2 separate regions of the Anas platyrhynchos genome follow, and region 1 is linked to region 2. Evidence: chromatin contacts called from public Hi-C data. All regions are on one chromosome and are shown on one strand. The core of a region is the stretch at or near the end of the contact, and the rest is flanking DNA. Distances in the headings are between cores, read along the strand shown.

The links. Hi-C and Micro-C count contacts between places; a contact is called where the count stands out from the background.
Region 1: a contact with region 2 is called in a Hi-C map of subcutaneous adipose tissue, with 2.7 times the contacts expected there. The contact joins two enhancer-like sites. A contact is called at or near these places in 4 of 8 Hi-C or Micro-C datasets (liver, skeletal muscle and subcutaneous adipose tissue).

Annotation. Positions count from the first base shown.
Region 1 is chr14:12,202,887-12,209,579 of IASCAAS_PekinDuck_T2T, forward strand. The region is part of intron 2 of NDUFA2 (NADH:ubiquinone oxidoreductase subunit A2); the gene reads right to left. Among named protein-coding and RNA genes, the nearest start is that of CXXC5, 20 kb to the left of the region's middle. Within about 2 kb of position 2,000, at least 2 of the 8 cell types and tissues checked have an H3K27ac peak or open chromatin away from gene starts, as enhancers often do.
Region 2 is chr14:12,136,032-12,141,923 of IASCAAS_PekinDuck_T2T, forward strand. All of the region lies in intron 1 of LOC139998665 (a long non-coding RNA gene), which reads right to left. Among named protein-coding and RNA genes, the nearest start is that of CXXC5, 47 kb to the right of the region's middle. Within about 2 kb of position 2,985, at least 5 of the 8 cell types and tissues checked have an H3K27ac peak or open chromatin away from gene starts, as enhancers often do.

The DNA.
Region 1 (6,693 bases), core at 750-3,249, 66 kb after region 2:
GGTGGTGGAGTTGGCCTACTCCAGCCCTCCCAAGTATTTTGGGGAAGCAGGGATGGCTGTATTGCAGACAAGCACAGCTGGGAGAAACTGCACCGTGTTGCTGGAGGGATCCAGTGAATTAAACTGGCCCAGCAGCACCTTCACCCCGCCAGCCTCTCACCAACAGGGGCTCCCCATGCCACGCGTGCCACCTCATCCCTCCCCAGTGCCTTTCCGCAGCCCTCTCTTGGGGTCACCTTTGGTCTGGGTGCTCCCACCCGGTTCTTTTTCCTCCACACCTCACAGAAGCCATACGTGGGCTTTGGCTGAGCCCAGCTCACTGTTCGGTCTCATCCCAGCCTCTGCTGCCCCAGGAGATGCCTCCCCAGAAGTATTTGCCCGTGTCCACAGTGATGGGGGACCAGGGTTTCCCCGAGCTTCTGGTTTTGCTCTCGAGGCTGCCACGGAGGTGCTCCTTGGGCAGAGGAGTCTACCAAGGGCTGTCACCTTCCATCAAACAACTGCTAATCAGGAGGGAGAGCATGGACAGGGAGACACATGGAGCAGCTATCAGCAACGTGCCTGGACTGTGCACGTACACCCCAGTATGCACCCAACAGTCTGGAAGAGCTCTCCGGCGGTGCTGGAGCTCTGCCCCACCCGGTCAGGAACCAAGATCCAAGCCCAAAGCATCTGAAGTGCTGGGGTGGGGACATGGTCCCCCAGACAGGCTCCAAGAGAAAGGGCTCCTGCCTGTGGGGTGCAGGGGTTTGGCCAAGCTTCCGCAGGGTTTGGGGCTCCTGGCAGAGCCCTGCTGCTACCTGGGAGCTGCGCTGGCACTGCCCTTGGTTCTGCCCCAGCTCACCAGTGGAGTTTAGCTCCAGCCCCAGCTCCCTCCAGCCATTTGCTGTGGTGCTGCCCACCCCACCTCATCCCATCCCATCCCATCCCATCCCATCCCATCCCATCCCATCCCATCCCATCCCATCCCATCCCATCCCATCCCACCCCACCTCATCCCATCCCATCCCATCCCATCCCATCCCATCCCATCCCATCCCATCCCATCCCATCCCATCCCATCCCAGACTCCTGGCCTCTCCAGCACGGCCTCTCCCTCTTGGGAGGCTCCCTGCTGCCTCCCCAGCATCCAGGGCTCTGAAGAAGCCGTTTTCCCTTCTCTCCTTCCTCTGCGCAGCCTCTGTGTGGGCCTACACACCAGCTGCCTCCCCCCCAGCTTGCTCCTCCTGTACAGCCCCCACGTCCCCACCGAGGCTGGCACCGGCGAGGCTGAGGCTCTTGGTCTCCTGCTTGATCCTGGTGGGACCCCATAGCGTGCTCTGCCTGCAAGACCCCGTCCTGCTCTCCCACAGGGTGTGGGGGTGGCAGAACTGAACAGGGCAGCCAAGGCCATGTCCCCATATCCTGGCTGCAGCCCCTGCAGCCCCCTGTGGTCCCTTGCTCTCTGCTCAGCCCCCACCCTGCATCCCCACGGGGAGCCCTCGCCCTCCTCCTGCTCGCTCGCCAGGTTCACAACACCCACGAGCACCTCCGCAGCCCAAAGGGAGGTTTGCATTGAACGCACCACCCACACGCAAACCAATTCCGTGTGCTCACAGGCACTGCTGGCCCCGCCGGGACCCCGCTGCAGGGCTGCGGACACCCACCCGCCTCGCCCCGGCTTTGCTCGCGTGGCTCTTCCTGCCCAGCGTTGCCCGTGTCGTTGGCTGGCTGTGGCGTGGATGCGGCTGGCGCAAAAAAGAAAAACGAAAAGCCCCACCAAAAAGCCTCTGATTGCGCATATATGTATGTGGAGGAAGGATTTTATTATGGAGAATTGACAGCATGTCCATTGTTAAAACTGGCAGCTTGCAAGATGGATAACAGGCAGCCGGGCTGAGCACACGCCAGGCGATGGCAGATCTATTCCCAACCAACCGCACAGCCTTGGCCGTGTCAGTTCATCTGTCTGCTCCCCAGCTCCTGCACAGCCCCGGGGCTGCTCCGGCACCGCAGCCTTCCCGTGTCCTTGGGAGGCTGCGCGCCGAGGCTGGCCTCGCTGCGTGGCCGGGGGGCTCCGCGCACAGCCCCATCACATCATGTTCCTCACGTGTTCGAAGGTTGCTACCAGGCTGTGAGGGAGAAAAGTCAGGAGGTGCTAGAGAAAATGGTTAAGGGGTGACAAGGGGTGGAGGACCCCTCCAGACCGCAGCAAAATGGGAACGGGAGAGGGATTTGTGTTCGCTGGCATCACCAGAAAAGGGCCAAGCATTGGTGAGAAGAGGAGAAGCAGCAGTGATGGACATTCCCACTTGTGTTTGCAAACCCATCTCACACAGGACAGCAGGTACCCCGGGAGGATGACGAGACACCTTCATCCTCACGGGCACCAGCAGGACCTCAGGCACCGGTGCGGGGCTCAGCACTCTGGGAGCACTCGAGTTGCTCGGGGCACCTTGGGATCCAGCACGTGGTGATGGTGCAGGAAAAGCCGAGTGTTTTGCCAGCACTTTAAAGGAGGGAATGGGACGCCCTGGTTTGTGACCTTGATTAAGCATAAAACGGGTGGGAGGAGAACCGGGGACCTATTGCGTAGAGACGGGAAGGAGAGGTCTGTGCTTTATGCCAGCCCAAATACATGAAAACGGATCTCGTCCGGCCCCTAGGAAATCATTTTGTGAAGGGGCTGATGAGCTGATTGGTAGCAGGAAGGCTGCTGCCAGGATGGGCTTCCGCAAGACTTCCTCTCGCGCGGCCCTTCGTTAGGGAATTAGGACAGAGCAGCGCGAACGCAGCGGAGAGGAAACGAGTGCCAAGGGAGCCGCCATCGGGGGAGCTCCAGGGACTCTGCGGTGGCCCCAGTTGCTCTTGTTAGGGCTGTGGGAGGAGATGCGAGCAGGCTGGGGACAAGGCCAGCAGACGACACACAGCCTGGGGACAGAGCAGCCCCCTGGAGCTGCCCAAGGGCTGCAGGGGCTGGGGGTGCTGCTGCCAGGGCACCGCGTGTCCTCCTGCCTCTGCTCGGAGCACCCACGAGGAGCCTACTGAAGCCCATGCGGGATGCTTGGAGCACTTCCCATGCCCCTGTAGGATGTGGCTCCATCAAATCCCCCCGGAACAGCCTGGCCTTGCCCTGCAGTGCTCCAGCCTGGATGTGGCCCCAGCTCTCTCTGCACGCCGCCTGCCAGCTCCAGCCCAAATGTGCTGGCAGCCAGCTGGGGAAAATGCTGGAATAAACCACCCGAGTGGGCTCTTGCTGGCGGGGCTGTGGCGTGGGAGCCGCCACCACCACCCATCCCACTGCCATGCCCCCGTGCCCCCGGGATGGGCACCATGCTGTGGGCACACAGGAGGCAGCGAGGGGCAGCCCCAGCCCCCAGCACCCCTCCAAGCCCTCGTTCTGAGCCTCCCCACGACGAGCAGCAAGAAACGCCTGCTCTGACAAACCAGGCTCTCCATTGCCACCCTGGGCACGTGCAGGACCTGCGGCAGAGGCTCGGCTTTCAGTTGTTCGCTATTTTTAATTGCTCTTTCCCAGAAAGGCTCACATACACTTCGAAACCTGCTTCCAGCTGGGAGTTTCGAAAGCTGGTTCCAGTTAGACGCATGGCGCTGGTGGTGCTCGTGGCTGTTATTTTTAGAAGGGCTGAAGGCAACGGCCACCGGCCGCTCGGCTCCGGTCACGTCTCGAGGCTCGTGTTCGCGGGGCCGTGCCACTCGCCAGCATCTCGCCCCAGCGCCCACGGGCCAGCGCCCACATCCCCACGGTGCCTGGAGCAGGGGCTCGGCGGTGAGAGCCCCCCCGGGGCAGCAGCACCGGTGGGAAGGGAGAGGGGGACGTCTGGGCAGCGCGATTTTATGGCTGCCTTTTTTTTTTTTTTTTTTCTTTTTTTTCTGGGGCTTTTTGGGTTACTTTCATCTCTGCGCTTCAAGCTGTGCAGAAAGGAAGACCAAAAGCGGAGGATGTAAGCGGTGGTCATCGCTGAAGAGCCAGGACATGGAGGAACGTCTTCTGGTTTTAATTAAAAACCATTTGCTGGCAAAGTCTGAAGGCGTGCTCGGTGCCTCGGCTATGACAGGGCCAGCAGGGAAGGGCTCCCTGCAGGAGCCTCCGCCAGGCGCTGCACGGCTCAGGGGGGGCTGCCCCACGGGGGGGGCTCCGCTCCCACTCCCCCCAGGAGCTGAGCACCACGGGGCCACCCCCACGGCCACGCGCTCAGGCACGCGGAGCCGCGCTCGGCTCGCCCTGGCAGCGATTTTTGTCCTCGCAGCATAAAAGCTCTCCAGAGACGGGCTCGGGGACTCGGCGCGAGAGCTGCACGTAATCAGCTAGATTATATTTGCCCCCATTATTCACACGCTCTCTGCCGTCGGCCCTCGCTTCCCCCGCGCCGCTGGGGCTCCTCTCCCCTCTCCAGCCTCCCACCACCACCGCCACCTCCATCCTTTCTTTCCGCTCCCCACCCCGAGCACACCCTGTGCCGTCGCGCTGGCTGCGCCGCGTTGACCCCGGCACCCCTGTGCACGCCTTTCAGCTGCGGTCCCCCCCTTCGGCTTCCTCATCTGATAACGGGAGGGGGGGTTTAGGGGGGGGGGGTGCTGCGTTCAAAGGAGAAGGGCTGACCTTTGCTGCTGCAATGAAAGCCGCATGGAGGAAAAAAAAAAAAAAAAAAAAAAATTGGCTGCAGCGAGCGAGGGAGAGAGAGCTCTGCTGTGGTTTTACAATCCCTAAATAACGCCGGGAGCTTAGCTGTAAACACATGGCGGTATTGCATGAGCGTGTCTGTGCCCCCCCCCTCTCCGCTCCCCTCCCCTCCCCGCCCTCCCCACTTTAAAAACCCCGGCTTGGAAAATACTACGGGCTGGAAAAAAAAAAAAAAAAAAAAAAAAAAAAAGGGAAAAAAGAAAGAAAAGAAAACAGCTTTCTTGAAGAAAAAAAAAAAAAAAAAATCTCCTGAATTATTTAGCGAACGGTCCCAGCGCAAGGGCTAATTCCGGCGGCAGACGGCCGGGAGATGCTATCGGAGCGCCGGGCGCTGCCGGGCGGGCGCCGCGGGGCCGGGGGGCAGCGGGCACGGCTCTGGCCAGCCCACGGCCCCCACCCGAGGCCGTGACCCCCCCCCCTCCCTTATCCCTCTCCGCCCTCTCCCCGCGGCCCCGGCACGGCAGCGGTTAACGAGCGGGCGTCCACGGCTGATTTTTCGGCCGCCGCCGCTGCGTTTTCAAATCACCTTTTGTTCCCGGCTCGGCGGGGCGGAGGACGGATCCACCCCACCGAGCAGGGATGTTTACAGCAAACGCGCTCTCCTCCGCTCATCCATCCCTCCCTCCTCCCCCCCCCCTTCCTAACCCCCCCCCAACCCGCCACACGCGCACACAAAAAGGAAAAAAAAAAAGAAAAAAAGAAAAAAAAAAAAAACAACACCAACACCCGCGGGGAGAAATGCCAGGCTGTAAAGCTGCAGATTGCCGCACTTCTCCTTCACCTGTAAAAAGTAACAGCCTGGCCCCCCCCTCCTCCTCCTCCCGCAGGAGGACAGACAGACAGACGGACAGACGGACGGACGGACGGACAGCCCGGCCGCTGCGCCCCGGAGCCCCCCCCCCCCATCGCCTCCCAGCAGCCGGGGCTTCCGCCCCTCTCCCTCTCACCTGCTTCTTCCCAAATTTTTTTTCGGAAGCAACTAAAACACTTTTCTTTGAAGAGCAACAGATGAGCGAGACCCTCCCCGCGCCTTTTATGATGTTAAAATTTATTGCCTGGCTCGCAATTGCCATTTTAATGATGAACGCTCCTGCTGCTTTAATGCGGCTCAAGCGCTGGCATTAAAAAAAAAAAAAAGGAAAAAAAAAAAAAGGAGCCGGGGGAGGCTGGGGGGGGACGGGGTGGGGGACGGGACACGCTGGCTCCAGTCTTGTGAAGGAGAATGAACTCCAGCCCATTTCCTGGTCCTTGCTCAAAGTTTTGCCAAATAGATAATGTGTTTTATAATTTCGGCTCCGCGCGGTGCTCTGGCTGGTAAGGGAGGCCCTCTGCTGGCACGGGGCTGGCCGGGGAGCCCAGCCAGCAGCCACCCTGAGCCCCCAGAGCTGGGTGCGAGGGGACGAGCATGGGGACGGACCCCGGGGGCTCCGAGTGCCCTGGGCTGGATGCCGAGGCCGTGGGACCCCATAATTTGTGGGGTGGCAGCACCCGGGTCCCCCGGGGGACACCGCGGCCACCTCCGCTGGGAGCTTCCCCCCGCAGCGAGCAGGGGCCGCACGCCCCAGCGGGGCTGTGTGCCTTTGTCAGCAGATCCTTTTTTTTTTTTTCTTTTTTCTTTAATGGTGCCTGAAACTTGGCCTGGGCTATCAGGGAGATATTAAATTGCCGTTGGAAGCAACACCGGGAGGGCGGAAAAGCCGTGATGTGCTCTTACCTCCTCCCCACAAGGTCGAGGCAGCCAGCCCCGGGGGACGGCGCGTTTGCCTCGTCCTTCCTGCGGCGAGGATCGCATGTCAGAGCCCAGCTAAGCTCAAGAAAATCAAACCCGTGAGCTCACAGCCTCGTTGAGCGCAGGCGCCGCTTGTCCTTGGGACCCCGTGCCCGGTCTGGAAATGGGGGTGAGCAGGCACCAGGGGCACCGCCTGCACGTGGCCATCCCCCTCCAGCTCCCCTCACCACCACCAGGCTCGTGCCGTGCCCGTAGCTGTGCCCAGCAGTGAGTGTGGTGC
Region 2 (5,892 bases), core at 1,735-4,234:
CCTCTCCTCCCCTGGAGGCCCTGAGCCTGCAGCACAGCAGGGCTGGCGTGAGCACATCTCTGCGCGTCCCGCTGGCTCAGGCACAGCCGGCTGGCTGCTGAGCCTTGTGAGCCTCCTGCTGCTTCGCCCCCACACCTGGGAGGGGATGCGTGCCCAGGAGGTGCTGTGGATGGCGTGTGAGCACTGCCAGGTCCGGTGTCCTCGCTCAGAAGGCAGCCACTTGAATGCTTGTGGAAGGCGAGTGACCCTGTGAACCTCTGTTTTCCCGGAGGCGTTGTGAGCATTTTCTCTCCAGGCACTTTCTCTGTAAGCACTGCAATTTAGTTTAACCATTGCTGCCCTAGACCAGACTTCATTGTCCCAGTGCCAGCAAGGGTGCCAACCCGAAGCAGAACGTGGCACTGGGTGACCTGTTGTTCTTTCAGCCATGGTGTCCTTTCTGCACCAGCTTCTGCAGCAGCCACTGTGCAGACCTGCCTTCTGCCTGATCTTTCCCTCTTGCTGCCGTATGAATCATAGAATGGCCTGGGTTGGAAGGGACCTCATAGGTCATCTAGTTCCAACTCCCCTGGCCATAGGCAGGGATGCCACCCACGAGACCAGGTTGCTCAGGGGCTTATTTAACCTGTCCTTGAACACCTCCAGGGATGGGGAATCCACAACCTCTCTGGGCGACCTGTTCCAGTGCCTCACCACACTCTGAGTGAAAAATTGCCCCCCAACCTCTAATCTAAATCTCCCCTCTTCTAATTTAAAACCATTCCCCCTCATCCTGTCACTATCCGATTGAGCAAAGAGTTGCTCTCTATCTTTTTTAAAAGCCCCCTTCAAGTACTGAGAAGTTGCAATGGGGTCCCCCCAGGAGCTTTCTCTTCTGTAGGCTGAACAGCCCCAGCTCTCTCAGCCTTTCTTTGCAGGAGAGGTGCTCCAGCTCCTTGGTCGTCTTTGTGGACCTCCTCTGGAACCGCTCTAAGACCTCCACATCCTTCTTCTGCTGGGGGCTCCAGACCTGGACACAGAGCTCCAAGTGCTTGTTGCACCCACTGCCGCACCAGCTGCTTCCTAAGGCCATGCTATGAACAGCTCAGTGAAAGGATCTAGACTAAAAATCAACCCCAAAAAAGCACCAGAACAAAAGAATCCCATGCACTGAGATCTTAAGCGTGGCTCAGCCACCTACTTCCAGCCTTCGGTAGCCAGAATAGCTGCTTGTGGAGGTAGTCGTGTGGGGCGGTGGAGAGGTCCTGGAGTGCTGCCCTTCACTGCTCAATCATCTTGACCTCATTGTAGCGTTACAGAATAGCTCAGGCTGGAAGGGACCTCGGGAGGTCTCTAGCCCTGCCTTCCACTCAAAGCGAAGTCAGCTGTGAGATAAGATCACATTGTCCACTGGGGGCTTGAAAACCTCCGACGATGGGGACTGCACAGCTTCTCCGGGCAACCTGCTGGTGCTTGGCTGTCTTTGTGCAGAAAAAGTGTGCCTCTGTCTCCAGCCTGAATTCCCTTTATTTCAGCTTGTGCCCACTGTCTCTCCTCCTCACCGTACACCACTGCGAGAGTCTGGCTCCATCTTCTCGCTAACCTCCTCATACTGGAAGGCTGTCCCCCTGAATCCCTCCTTTCTCAAGCTCTTCCACCACTCGTGTTGCTCCTGCCATCCTTCCCAGCTGAGAGGAAGCTCCTGCAGTCCTGTGCAGTAATCCCCCCCAGCTGCCCTGAGCTCATGTTCTTCTTCACCCCAAGGCCACTAAACCTGAAGGCAGATGAGCAGATGACGCCCCATCATACAGCTCAGAGAACCAGCAATGATAACACCACTGAATTAGCTCGGTCCAAGATGTTCCCATCCTTCAGCCAATGCATGATAACATGGGGCAGTTAACACTCCAAGCCTGTAACACCTCTGAAAGTGAAGAAATCCACTTTCTCTGGGAGCTGAACTTTCTCTAGGGGAGCAGAGACACTTAAAGCAATGGACAAGGAGGCTTGACAGGTCTCAGGTAAATCCATTAATCGCACTGTGCCTTAATTTTCCATGCTGCTCCTGCAGAAACCAGTGGGTGAATGCAGTAAGCATCTGCACAGAAATACAACTGCTATCCAGTCGACCTGTTCCCCTGGCTGAGTTATCTGCCCTGTGCTCTGATTTTACACTCCATCAGCATGAACCAAACCCAAGGTCAGTCCTCACATACCTAAGCCTCTTCAGAAGACAAGCTGTATTCTTTTCCAAGTTGAAGAGAGGATTAAGAGGGGCTGGAGACTCAAGGAGCTGGCTACAAGGATCAGAAGCAGGTCATTGCATCATCACCATCAATCATCAGTCCCTCTGCCTACCACAGAGCCCCTACAATGTCTCCTCGACAAGCATTGAACCACACCAAGGATGGTTTAGAGAGAGCAGTGCTCGATGTGGGATCAACAGAGAGGAAGGTAGGAGTCTATCGGGGAGAAGGATGCAGAGGGTGTGATGGAGACAGGTGGCTGAGAGCAGTGTGGGGAGCAGCAGCAGAAAACCAGAGCTGACCATGAGCTTTGGGTCAGTTGCAGAGGATCAGCTTACATGCCATTTGTGAGCTGGCACGGAGGTGGGAGCAAGCCAGGGAGTCCTTGGAAGTCACCAGCAAGGCTTCAAGAGGGTGAGAAGATCACAGGTCTCATCTTGAGCTACTCATTAGCCACAAGGACTGAGGCCTTTCAACCAGACAAATTACTGATTGCTCAGAGGACGCTTCCCACAGCTGCTAAACTTGCTGACGCTGGGCCCTGGATGTCTTCTATTCTGGGAAGGGGGAGTGGAGTCTCCTAGTGTGAACTTGTGGAGCTGGGCAAAGCCGCACTGGAGCAGCGATAAAGTCAAGGACAGCTGCAGCTGCTTGGCAATCGTTCAAAACGAGCCACGAGTCAGTGACTTGGCTATTCTGGGACAAGCTGAGAAGCCAGGGCTGGGGAGAGCAAATTCATAGCCTGCTAGCACATACATGGACTGCAGCAAGCCCGCATCTGAACACCCAGTGTGGAGGTGGAGTAGACACGTCTGGTGCTGACCAGAACCCTACAAAGCCTTCTCCCCCATCACCACTGAGGAGCTGTGGTCATCTACCTGCCACGATTCGTCTGCCAGACCTCGCGGGGCTGCAGCTGGGGATAGCCACACAAGGACACCAAAAGTCACAGAGAGAAACAGGTGCTTCAAGGACAGCACGGGCCCCGAGAGTGTCGACATTCATGCGGCAAAGAGATCCCACTCTGAAAGGATCTGTTCCTCCCCAGTGACAGGAGAGGAAGGATGGACAGCCAGCTGCCATGGGGACAGCTCGGCACAAGGCGTGTGAGTCCATCCCCTCTGACCCACGGAGGCTGAAGGAGCCAGATGAAACTGCTCGCTCCATCCTCCTGTGGGCAGAACAAGCCAGGCAGCTGCGCCAGCTTACAGGAGTGCTGCCCTGGTGCAGAGGATAGCAGCGGGAGGTCAAGCACCCTTGGCTGGCCTTCTTTCGGAGGAGGCTCTTTGAAAGCTGAACTTTGAATCTGAAATTTGCAAACGGACCTTTCCTCGTCGCTTCCCTGCTTCCCTCCTATTTCCTCAAATTGAATCAAATCTGTGTCTCAGGGCTGAGCTACCTGAGCTTAGTTGTTGCTGGAGCTTGTAGTGGAGCTGGCAGAGGTCCCCCAGGTGGGAGTGCTGCTGCAGGTGGGATGTTTCACCCAAAGAAGCCTGCAAGATTCCCCAGGTCTGAAACCAGTGACCCAGAGACATCCCCTCAAACCTTTGCCTCAACCTGGAGCCTGAAGGATGGGCGTTCTGCCTTTCCCAGCTGGGTCAACAGTAGGACTGGATGCTCTGGTGTGTCTCAGCAAAGCTCCCAGCCTCCAGTGACCCAGCAGCACACGTCCCCCAGCACACGGACCCGGTACAGCTCACTTCAAGAGCTGAGCACTCAGCCAGACAACAGAGTGCTTTGCAAGCTCACCCAAAGGACACAGGCCTTCCGAGGTCACTCACCGCATATGCTGGAAAGCAGATATGATCTCATTAGGCAAATATTTATGATCAATATTGTCCACTCCCTGGCAATGAATAGCATCACTTTGAGCAAGGAGCTCTCCAGGGATGTTCAGGAAGGACAGGGCTTGAAAGCAGAGCCTGGATCAGGCATGAACTTCTGCTCACCTGGCTTAAAAACACCTACATTTATTCTAAATATTTTTTTCCTGCTTCACCAAGAGATTAATTAGCTGCTTGGAAACCCCAGACATTAATTATTGATTATGCAAAAGGTTTGGTTCATCACAGTTGCAGAGCTTGTCAGCGCTTGGGGGACCTTCTGGCTGAGGCTGTCAGGACGGAGAGTCCCTGCACACGTCCGGAGGAGCCCTGGAGAGCAGATTTGCCACCGCCTTCCCTTGGCGGGCCCTGCTGGGGGGCCGCAGCACAGCTCAGGGAAAGGAGCCGCGTGTGGCAGCATGGCTGGAGCCACACGGCGGGGAGAGGGAGGGCGACGTGACCTGGCTTCAAGGTGACTGATGGGGCTGAACCAGGGGGTGCAGAGGGGGTAAACCCCGCTGGCACTGCCCCTGCCCACCGATGGGCTCCATGCAGAGCCTGCTCCTGCCCCCCCCAGCTCCCCGGGATGCACGCTGGCGTGCGGAGCCGCGGCGAGAGGTGCGATCCAGCAAGCCGAGGGTGGCAGTGATAAACCTCCTGCAATGCCTGGCAATTAATCTTGCGACGCAGTGAGTCAGAGTCACCCGGAGCTTCCTCCCCACACCCAGAGCCACCACCGCCTCCAGCCTGGGGGCTTGGAAATGCCACCAGGCTTGGGGAGAGGCTTTTCTGTGCCGCGTGGAGGATGCGGAGCCCTCCCTGCAGAGAGGTGCCAGCCCCCCTCCAGACACCTCCGCTGAGAGCAAGGGGAAAAAGACACGCTGGTGCACACACAGGGGTGTGTTTCAGCAGGGAGGCTTAGTCCTGGTTTCTTCTTTGGGCATTTCCAAAGCAAGAGCAAGATGCCATCCTCATGATAAAGCTGCCTATAAAGAGGTGTCAAAAGCGGGAGGGCTGCAGGAGGCAGGAAGGGCAGCAGGCGTTTAAATGAAGACCCCAGGAAGGAGCGGGCAGGGCGGACAGTTAGCTCACCCTCAGAAAATCCCCCCAGGCGTTTTCCCCGACGCTGCCCCCAAATCTGCAGTGCTCCCCAAAGTTTGCCATGCTTTCCCGGGAAAAAAGCCTCTTCCCATCTTGCCCTAGGCATGAATGCAGTTTGCAGTTTTAACAGCAGATGTCTCTCCTATTATGATTTATAAAAATGCTTAAAATAAATAATGCAAACATATTTACAGGAATGAATTCCTGCTCCCGAGCGTGTTTGTCACTCGCAGGCTCCTGGGCAGGAGCGTCTGGCTCGTGAGTGCCTCCCTCACAGCCCCCCGGCCCCTGCCAGCCCTGCTCCTGCCGGACCCCAGCTGGGGCAGCCGAGCCCCCCGGCCCCAGATCCGCACCAGCGCCTTGCTCCGAACCCCGTACCACCAACACCTTAAATATTTAAAATGGTCGTGCGGGAGAGCTGCCCGGCAGCGCCTGATTTCACACATCCTGACAATTTCACGGGCCTCTGGGCTTGCGTTCCTTGGCAAACAATAAAAGCCCTCCTTCCTGGGAGGGTAACTTCGGGAGGCTCCTCCAAGCCTCCAAGCGACTTCGGCGGCGCTGCTCCTGCCGCCCAGCCCTGGCGTTGCCAACGCTTTTCAGCGTGACCTTCACGCGGGGCGGGCGCAGCCTTCGAGCCGTGCACGGCGGTGACTCAACGGGAGGGCGGCGAGGCCGGGGGAGGCTGGCAAAGGGGGGGGGAAGAGGCTGACGGGTGCAGCCGTGCTTCCAACGGAGCAACT